2 separate regions of the Oncorhynchus mykiss genome follow, and region 2 is linked to region 1. The links are chromatin contacts, called in public Hi-C maps. All regions are on one chromosome and are shown on one strand. The core of a region is the stretch at or near the end of the contact, and the rest is flanking DNA. Distances in the headings are between cores, read along the strand shown. Region 1 holds the start of LOC110524422 (glutamate--cysteine ligase regulatory subunit). Region 2 holds the start of eps15 (epidermal growth factor receptor substrate 15).

Evidence for each region. Hi-C and Micro-C count contacts between places; a contact is called where the count stands out from the background.
Region 2: a contact with region 1 is called in a Hi-C map of liver, with 8 times the contacts expected there. The contact joins the promoter of eps15 here to the promoter of LOC110524422 in region 1. A contact is called at or near these places in 2 of 3 Hi-C or Micro-C datasets (blood and liver).

The regions. Positions count from the first base shown.
Region 1 is chr5:68,190,728-68,195,598 of USDA_OmykA_1.1, reverse strand. LOC110524422 (glutamate--cysteine ligase regulatory subunit) reads right to left here and starts at 1,847. Exons shown (of 7, transcript XM_021604025.2): 1 at 1,506-1,847; 2 at 727-795. The coding sequence starts at 1,631. It overlaps slc5a9 (sodium/glucose cotransporter 4), which reads left to right and starts at 4,683. Exons shown (of 13, transcript XM_021604024.2): 1 at 4,683-4,871. The coding sequence starts at 4,755.
Region 2 is chr5:69,048,262-69,053,132 of USDA_OmykA_1.1, reverse strand. eps15 (epidermal growth factor receptor substrate 15) reads left to right here and starts at 2,755. Exons shown (of 25, transcript XM_036978205.1): 1 at 2,755-2,922. The coding sequence starts at 2,896. It also overlaps the pseudogene LOC110522990.

The DNA of each region.
Region 1 (4,871 bases), core at 598-3,097:
AAAACAACTAATGAATAGATAAACTATTATACTATGGGTTGTCTGATTTATCCATTTCCCTGGTCGGCTTGTTGTGTGTTCAAGTTCAGTGCCATAGGGAGGAAAACATGCATTCCGACAAGCAGTCAATGCACAACAATTCTGGCAATCGCAGGGAAAACAGCAGTTTTAATGGCCTTTATTAAAAAGAGGGGGATCCCAGCTTTCCATTCCTACTTTATTTCTCAACTCCTAAATATCTGTGAACGGCACCATTTTAAACCCAGAGTTTGCAGTGAGTGCATTGGGGGAGTGGGACTAAATGGAACATGGGTCAATTGTAGGGTAACTTGGGGTAAAATGCAATAACCTCTATATATTTGTTGAGAAGTGACTTAAATTGTGGTGACAGATTACATGCTTAGTTGAACAAAAGTAGTAGCAACCAGGGAAAGTGTTGTGGGGGGTAAATGGTGACATGAAGTGGTTTCTGTTACCCTAGGTGACCCCAAGTTACCCTGACAGGTATGCCTACATTATATTCACTGTGTTTATGCAAGTTTTTTATTTTTTTATAAATCAATAGAATGCTAACTAGATAAAAGATTAAAAGATCACATTTGGGATCTAGCTAATTATTAGTCCAATAGGTTAAATGCAGATGGGCTGAAGCACAGTTTGCCTATTCATTTATAGCAAATGAAGATCAATAAATAAACAAATAAATAAATAAGAGAACTGCCTAACCGTTGGTGAAGTTGGTGGTGGTATCGTGGCAAACCACTCACTAAGTGTAGCTCGAACACAGTCTTGAATCTGGAATGGTAAAAAAAAAAATGTATTAAGAGTGGACTGTAAATGAATGGAAGTGTTAACATGTTTGCTATAAACAACACCTCGTAACTAGGTAGGGCTTTCAATTATGCCTATAGATCACTCAATGATGCTGTGAAAGATTGCCAGACATGGACAGTATAGGATTATTTTGTACACTGCTGGTAATTAGTGACTTGGACAGTACGAAAATGTGCGCATTAAGTTCTGGTACTGAGCTATGGCTTACTATACAAGATCAACACATTAAACGCTAAATGGATATTCTTCGAGTCAAGTTGGGCACAGCTTCAAGGAAATAGTTTTATGATTGTTCTCCATGCCGAATTAAAGCTGGCCTTCAATAATCTACACAAGACAAGTCCTGGCTTTCTTAATTTAAAATGTCCTCAAGCATCTTTAAATCTGATTATCAGGTGAATCATGACCCTGACAGGTCTTGCAATACAGCCATAAACGTCAGACTACATAACGCAAACTGATGTTTTTAATGACGTAATGGGGATGGATATAGGAAAGACAACGCATGGTTGTTGAGCTACCTAAACGCGCTAATTTAAGTCGAGGCCATGGTTTTTCAAGCTAGTTAGCAACAACATTATCTAGCCAGTTAGCTGACCAGCCGTAATGCACTCTTTTCAAACGTCTTACATTAGCTAGCCAGTTATGACAAAGTCAATGGTCAGTCTTACCTCTTCACTAGGTGAAGACGGACATTTTTTCTTGAGACGGCTACGGTTTACTAAATTTCCCGTGTGCAGATTCAATGTCGTAGCATGGTTGAGAAGCACTTTAGCACTGGTGGTGTGATTGTCCATGTGGTGTCCTTGGTTGTCAGTAAATATATAGTAGTGAAACGTCCTTTTAAGCTATCCAGCAACTTATCCAGTTATTTATTTCTGCAGTTAGCGACAGGACTCACCGCGTTTCAAAAACAGTACCTCTGTGAATTGCATATGTACCGGTAGTTTATTTTGCTGGTGGAAACTAGCGCTATGAGCACGCCCACCTTGTAACTGTGCGTTGTGTGCAAAATCTGGCATGGATTTATGTGGAATTTAGCACCCTTTTGACCAATATGTTGTTACAGTTCAGTACTGTACTGACAATTGTAATGTATATTAATCATGACTCAGCTTGTTTCAAGAGAGAAGATTTCCTTTTTAATTCAACATGAAAATCACCACCAGTAACCAGGTTTCCATCCAACCTTTTTATGCTTAGTAACATACATGTCAGGTAAAAAATGTGACAGGTCTGATGGAAAAATATTTTTTTTAGGTAAACGTTCAAAATGTTGAAAAAAAAAATTACGCCAAACTACGTGGGATCTTCTTGTTTCTGTAAAATTAATTATGAATCAGCAAACTGCTCGCCCACACGACGTCATATACGGTTGAGGCTGCGGTTGTGAGGCTGGTTGGATGTACTGCCCAAAACTATAAAATTACATTGGAGGTGGCTTATGGTAGAGAAATTAACATTAAATGATCTGGCAACAGCTCTGGTGGACATTCCCAGAGTCAGCATGCCATTTGCACACTCCCTCAAAACTTGAGACATCTGTGGCATTGTGTTGTGTGACAAAACTGCACATTTTAGAGTGGCCTTTTATTGTCCTCGGCACAAGGTGCCCTTGTGTAATGAGCATGCTGTTTAATCAGCTTCTTGATGTCTGGCACCTGTCAGGTGGATAGATTATCTTGGCAAAGCAGAAATTCTCACTAACAGGGATGTAAACAAATTTGTGCACAAAATTTGAGAGAAGCTTTTTGTGCGAATGGAACATTTCTGGTATCTTTTATTTCAGCTCATGGGACGAGCACTTTACATTTTGAGTTCATATTTTTGTACAGTGTACTTAACGACCGTTCCACAGGTGTATGTTCATTAATTGTTTATGATTCATTGAACAAGCATGGGAAACAATGTTTAAACTCTTTACAATGAAGATCTGTGAATTTATTTAGATATTTACTCATTATCTTTGAAAGACAGGGTCCTGAAAAAGGTTTGTTTCTTTTTTTTGCTGAGTTTACATTTTTGCCACTTTTGACTATTCAGGAATCCTACGTTTGAATGCTAATCAGACAAATTGTGAGAGTGATTTTGATGATTTTGTGTTGTATCCCTTCAGATGCCTGTGGACATCAGTACACTCTCAGAGGAAGAAAGGAAAATCAGGATCTGGAGGCGGGACTCCAAGAAGGGAGCTGTTAAACAGAGGACGGTGGAATTCAAAGACTATTTCAAAGGGGATGAATACAGCAAGTTTTGGAAGATGTGATAGAGCCTGTTGTAGCTACTTAACTTTACTGTTCTGCCATTATTGTGTGTATATATATATACAAATATATTTTTATTCACTTAACTACATATATAATTTTGTGACCATAGGTTTATTTATTTTTTATTATGAACACAACATACAAATGACAGAAATATACAAACAAGAGTACATAAACCTAACAGACGGGTATTACATATCGAGACTAACACTTTTATGGTGCATATTTCTTTTTACATTTACTCTTCATTTCAAAATAATATTTAAAGCATCTTAAACAATGTGAAGAGGGGTTTGTTCTCTGCCCACTACTTTGTATGGATAAATAAATTAACAATGAAAGTTACGTCACTGTCGTCATAAAGAGGAGACCAAGGCGCAGCTTGGTAAGCGAACATAACTCTTTAATTAAAGAGAGAACACTGAACAGAACTAAACAACAAAACGTGAAGCAATATGGCTAGTGCAGAACAGGCAACTAAACATAGAATAACAACCCACAAAATAACCAAGGAATATGGCTAGCTAAATATGGTTCCCAATCAGAGACAACGATAAACAGCTGCCTCTGATTGAGAACCAATCCAGGCAGCCATAGACATATAAACACCTAGACATACAAAAAACCCTAGATATACAAAACCCCTAGACATACAAAAAAACCTAGACAATACAAAACTAAACGTCACACCCTGACCTAACCAAATAATAAAGAAAACTAAGATAACTAAGGTCAGGGCGTGACAGTCACGTTCCATATAATTTGGATCAAAATAAACATTATCAGATTCTCTCAGATTAACATTAATAGTCGTTGCTTTTGGAATAAAATCTTCTAACTCACTCCAAAATCGTCTGACATAAGAACAGTCCCAAAATAAATGGTCAAGAGTTTCTGGGTCACAGCCACAAAATACACATTTGTTATCAATAGCTATTTTAAATCTGTGTATATTAAAGGTCTTCACAGGGTAGGTTCTATGAATGAGTTTGTATGATACTTCTTTCACATTATTAGATATACAATATTTACCAGATAACAATGAGACTTTGTTCCAGTTCACTTGTCCTAGGGCTGCATTCCAGTACATTTTAGCAGAGGGAATAGTAACATATTGACATCGTTTCCTTATATACATGTTATTACATTTATAGTTTAAACTGTCAATTCCTTCTAACTGTATTGAGGCTACAAAATCCTCAACAGTTGCACTTGGAGTATTGTTATATTATCCTAAAAGAAGAATAGCACCTTTAGGGACAGCTCTCACAACAATGTGATACTCTTCAGGAGTGAATGTAACATTGTGTTCTCATGAAGTCTTGATAATCATATAGTTGGCCATCATTATTCAATAATTGTTTAACCCAGATAATGTTCTTGTCAAACCAGTTCTGGAACATAATAGTATGTTTGTTAGCTGCCCAACAGAGCATACAGCACACACATACATATCCTATGGATTTTAGGAAAATGTCACCACTGAAATCTTTCCAGGAAACATCCTTTACAATCTGATAGGTATTTCTGAAGAATTTCCGGTTTATATGTGACCAATGAATGGGGTTCCATATTGTCTTGATAAGCTGATTAATTATTGACTTGCTTCATGCTAGCCTCAAAGTTCACACGGTTTTCTATGTTTTTGTCAAAATGACTTCAACACCTAGTCTTGCGACAACGACTTCTGTGCCTGAATTACCTGAAAAGTTTGCTTTGGAAGCTCTTGATATTGTTGTGGTCGTGGTATACTTTGTCTTTGTTCTTGTT
Region 2 (4,871 bases), core at 1,506-4,005, 860 kb before region 1:
CTTTCTGTTTTGAGAGTCCCCTAGGTATTGTTCCCCGTGTTAGTCTCACTGTCTTGAGTTGCCTGGCTACTTTACACCACATACTATTGGCAGTGTGAAGTTAAATTCCTGTGTTTGTGGTTTGGCTGTCTTGGGTCCAGACATCTGTGGTCCAGGCACTAAGAAAGTGCTGAGAAGCCCTTTTGTCCATAAGCAATTCTGCTATATTTTCTAGTCAATGGTAACAGTTGTATTTATCTATGAGCTTCACCATCTGTTATCTGTCGACCATTTTTGCTATCCCACCTTTTTCTCAGTATTATGTTTTAAAAGTATTGGCCTTAAAGAAGTTAAATAAACATTATTTTGTTTTTGCATGCAGTAACTTATTTTGTGTGTTCCCTAGGATGATGAATATACCCACATGTACACACTGGTAGTCAATCCGGATAACACCTACGAGGTGGAGATCAACAACAAGAAAGTTGAGTCTGGAAGCCTAGAGGAGGACTGGGACTTCCTCCCCCCAAGAAGATAAAGGACCCTGATGCTGAGAAGCCAGATGACTGGGATGAGAGAACATTGATGATCCTGAAGACAAGAAACCAGAGGTATGTTAACAAGACATTAAAGAATGCATGAGAACACCATTTCATTTTCTGTAGAAAATGCAGGTGACTCTGTGCAAAGGACATTATTAAGCCACTGTTTCCTTTAGGACTGGGATGTGGCTGAGACTATCCCTGACCCTGATGCCAAGAAGCTTGATGACTGGAACGATGAGATGGATGGTGAATGGGAGCCTCCCATGGTCACGGACCCTGACTATAAGGTAGGCCTCCACGGTTGTTTGTACTCATGGCCACAAGGATTTGGTGTGAATGTACTACACTCGGTGAAATGTGGTCTTGCCATTTTTACTAATTTGCCTATTTACTTGGATACATAGTGGGGAAAAAATACTTTTGCATAGGGAACTAAGCACTTTCTGACATTGTTTTTCACAGGGGGAGTGGAAGCCCAAACAGATTGACAATCCTGCCTCCAAGGGGAAATGGGTGAACCCTGAAATTGACAACCCTGACTACACTGCTGACCTTGAAATATGCCAGCATGGGGGTGATTGGATATGTGGCAGGTAGAGTGACTGACTCTAATCCTTGATTAATGTAACATGGTGTGTAGTGTTTTACTATTCTTTTGACTTTCATTTTTTTTGAAGTGAATGGTTAAGATTTAAATAAACAATGACCCTTTATCATTTTATAGGTGAAGTCAGGGACTATTTTTGACAACTTTCTCAATGAACCAAAGCTTGCAGAAGTAGGGAACGAGACATGGGGTGCAACAAAGGTAAGCCGATGGTCTCCTTTTTTTGTGTGATATACCATCAACTTTACCAGTTATGTTTAGATTGAGTTGTCATTATAATATGCCCTCTCTAAAAGGTGATGTGTGCATCGTCTCCTACCCTGTCAATATATATATATATTTTTTTGCGGTCTACACAGGACCCTGAAAAGATGATGACGGACAGTCAGGAAGAGGAGAGAAAGAAACGGGATGGAGAAGAGATTAATAAAAAGGAGGGAGAAGAGGATGAAGAAATTGACTCTAAACACAAAGATGAGATGAACTTCTGAAAAGGAACCCTGTCTACTATGATCCATTGGCGCAAGGCTGAAGATGGGGCTTTGTTTGGCCTTTCCGTTAATGATTTATGCTTCTCCCCCAAAACAAATGGGTAGCTATTGTTTTGCCTACATCACAAGGGAAGGGGCGAAAACTAAGGACAGCAATTAGTTATGTTTCCATGTTATGTTGATAATCTATAGGAGTTCAGATTTGAGATTTGGTTGAAGATTTATTGTTAGATTTGAGATTTTTATTTTTTAGCAGTGACATGCCAGTAATTGTTTTTGAAAGTGAAGTTTACAACAATTTGAATCTCATCTCTGAAAACAATGTTCTTCTGCTAACTACATTAAGTATATTGACCATCTCAAATTTCCTGACAATGTTTACCTCAATGCATTTTTTTTGTGTATTTAAAAAAAAAAATCTGACACATTTTTGTTGAGTCTGTGCTACCTGATGTCTGGTAGGTGCTTGTACCCCAAACATGTATATGGCATTATGATGGTGTATATGTGTGTGGAGAGATATATTGTTTTGGCTATGGTGTGAAAGTCTACTGATTATCCTTTTCTGCAGCTTATTTTCAGCACTCATGGGGTCACTCTGTGTATTGGGTAGGCAGTTTTCACTAACTACTCAAGCTACCTTAAATCAAATGCACCTATTTTCTAAATTGAAAATAAGCTCAGACTGCATACATACAGCTGTTAAGATATTCTAAAGCAGGAGGCTCTGATATTGATATGTTCATTTTGGGATTTTTTTTTTAAACTGGAATTTTCCCCCCTCTGGATTTTAATGTAAATGTTTCTGCACTGCTCTACCCTAAAGCCTTGTCCCTATGCTGATTGGAAGTTGACCCTGTTGTGAAACATTTTAGACTATGTATGGGGAGGCTGTTTTCATTTTATTGTGGAAGGAAGAAGTTCTTATACAGATTACTCTCCAATAATGCAACATAAAGGAAGTGACTCAATTTATTGGTTTTGTCTCATTCTTATATATTCTATAACGCTCACCGTGTGTGTCGCGTAATTTGAGGTTAACTCCACCTTCCCGTGGTTAAGTTTGCAGCGTTGCAAACAGCCATTCATTATTACACTGGCATTAAACTCGTTCACATTTACACCAGAGCACTGCTGCAGACAGTCGCGGGAGCAGCGCCATCTGAAGCTGATTGAATGACCCCCATTCCAGTACACAAATTCCAGTGCCTCGTTTTTAAAGCTGCCTCTAATCTATCGTTACGCAGAATGAAGTAGTGGGAACAGAAACATTATGGCTGCCAGTCTTTCCCTGACTCAGGTAAGTATTTTATTTCAAAACGAATGGTGATTAGTATGTAGGTGCTTTGTACTTATTGGGCAAATGGATTTAAGGAATAAATGGTTTTGAACTGCTGTGCCTCGCGGTCTTGAACTCTTTTGAAGTTTTCCTCAACCCAAGATATGACTGGGTAAAGTTTCTGCCTAACGCCTTTAGCGACTGCGTAAGGGCGTTGCTAGTTAGGCTAACATTAGCTGCCTGTTGTGTCAATTTTGGAATGGTCGGATAGCTACAGTAGCTAGCTAGAACTTTTGCCTAGTTTTGTTTCTTTTGATTGTATTCACTGGTCACTACATTACCTAGCTAACTTTGAGAGCTCCTTTATTTCAATATGCAAAGTTCCTATTTGTTCGACTGTCAACATTTATTTGTAAGCGTAATGTTAGCTAGCTAACTACCAGTTTGCATTCATGCTGTGTGAGCCGCATAGCAAAGCTAGCACGGTAACGTTAACTAGCTTCAATCCACTTTCCTCTCTTTGTAAACTAACGTTTATTGTAACGTATTAGGTAGAGGATATCAAGTCAGCTGTCCGATATGACCGTTTTAATCATTTATTAAACTGCCAATACAAACTAACTTTAATTAGTTAGCTTGCTATCATCAGCTAGTCAGAGAAGAGGAAGTAGCCGCATGTTGTCCCATATGACACTGCCAATGGCCAACTATGTTGCAGACGACCGCTGTTTTATTAATCACATTGATATTAGTATTGGTTTTCTGATTCATTTAAGTTGATAGTGGACGTTATTTGCCAGCAGTATTCTACTGGTTAAACTAGCTAGTTAGTTTAGCTGACATCCTGACTATTGACATTGTTAATCTCATAGTTACTACATATTTTGACTGCATAATGATTGCGTTAGCTATATGTCATTAACTAGCTAGCGAAGTTAGTATGCACTGATTTATATATTTGTCTTATGTTATGGGATATTACCATTCTTCAATGGAGTGACATGTTCTTTACCTCGGCTGAGCTATACCAAGGCAAAAGACTGGGGTTGGTAACTACAGTTGGTGCAATTTCTTGGCAGCAGGGCTGTGCTGTGCGGGGGGAATAAGGATTGGACAAGAAAATACTGCATACAGCACAGTATAGCTAGTATCATCTGCAGTTTTGTGAAGAGTATTCATTGCTATGCAATTAGTCACACAAAGACTCTGTGTTTAGGCAGCCAACAGTGCCAGGCACACAATGGTTTCCAATAGAAAATGGTGTGGGGGTCTGGGAAAGATATAATGATCAGATTATGAATGTATTATTGAAGTAACATGCAATGTCATACACTTTTCAACGAGTAAGCTAGATCTATATGTTTTATATAGCCTTTTTGGAATCGTCTGACTCGTCTATAGTACTGTAAGGTTGCAGTTGTTAAAACATTACATTTATTAGTTAGCTGTTCTTTGAATATTAATATTTTTGTAAAAGTGCAAAGGAGAAGAGCACATCCAATATTTAGTCTGTTCACAGACAAAGCTCTTACTGGTCAAACACTCCCATTGTGAATGCACCATAAGGAGCCACAGGAAGTGAGTGTCAGGAAGTCCATCATGGTTTTCTTCTTCGGAAATCAGAAAATACCCATTCCTTTATTACATTACTTGAGAGGCGCCATTTGTATGTTAACTTTAAACAAGGTGGGATAGTGCTTGTCTATTTCATATGATCATTGGCAGATGACGGTCTTCTCCTGATCTGATTTCATACTTAGGCTAGACCTTATTCATTGTGTAAAATGTGGTAGTGCAGGCTATTCGTTTCTTTGGAGGAGTTCAGAAGGTTGGTTGACTCATGTTACTGAGGAATGTGATTATCAGTACGATTGATTATCTATGATGTTTGTATGTGTGTTTACGTCTATAATTTGTTTATGATATCTAAGTTGTTATGTCTGGAAACATTGTTCCCCTGCTGCTGCTGT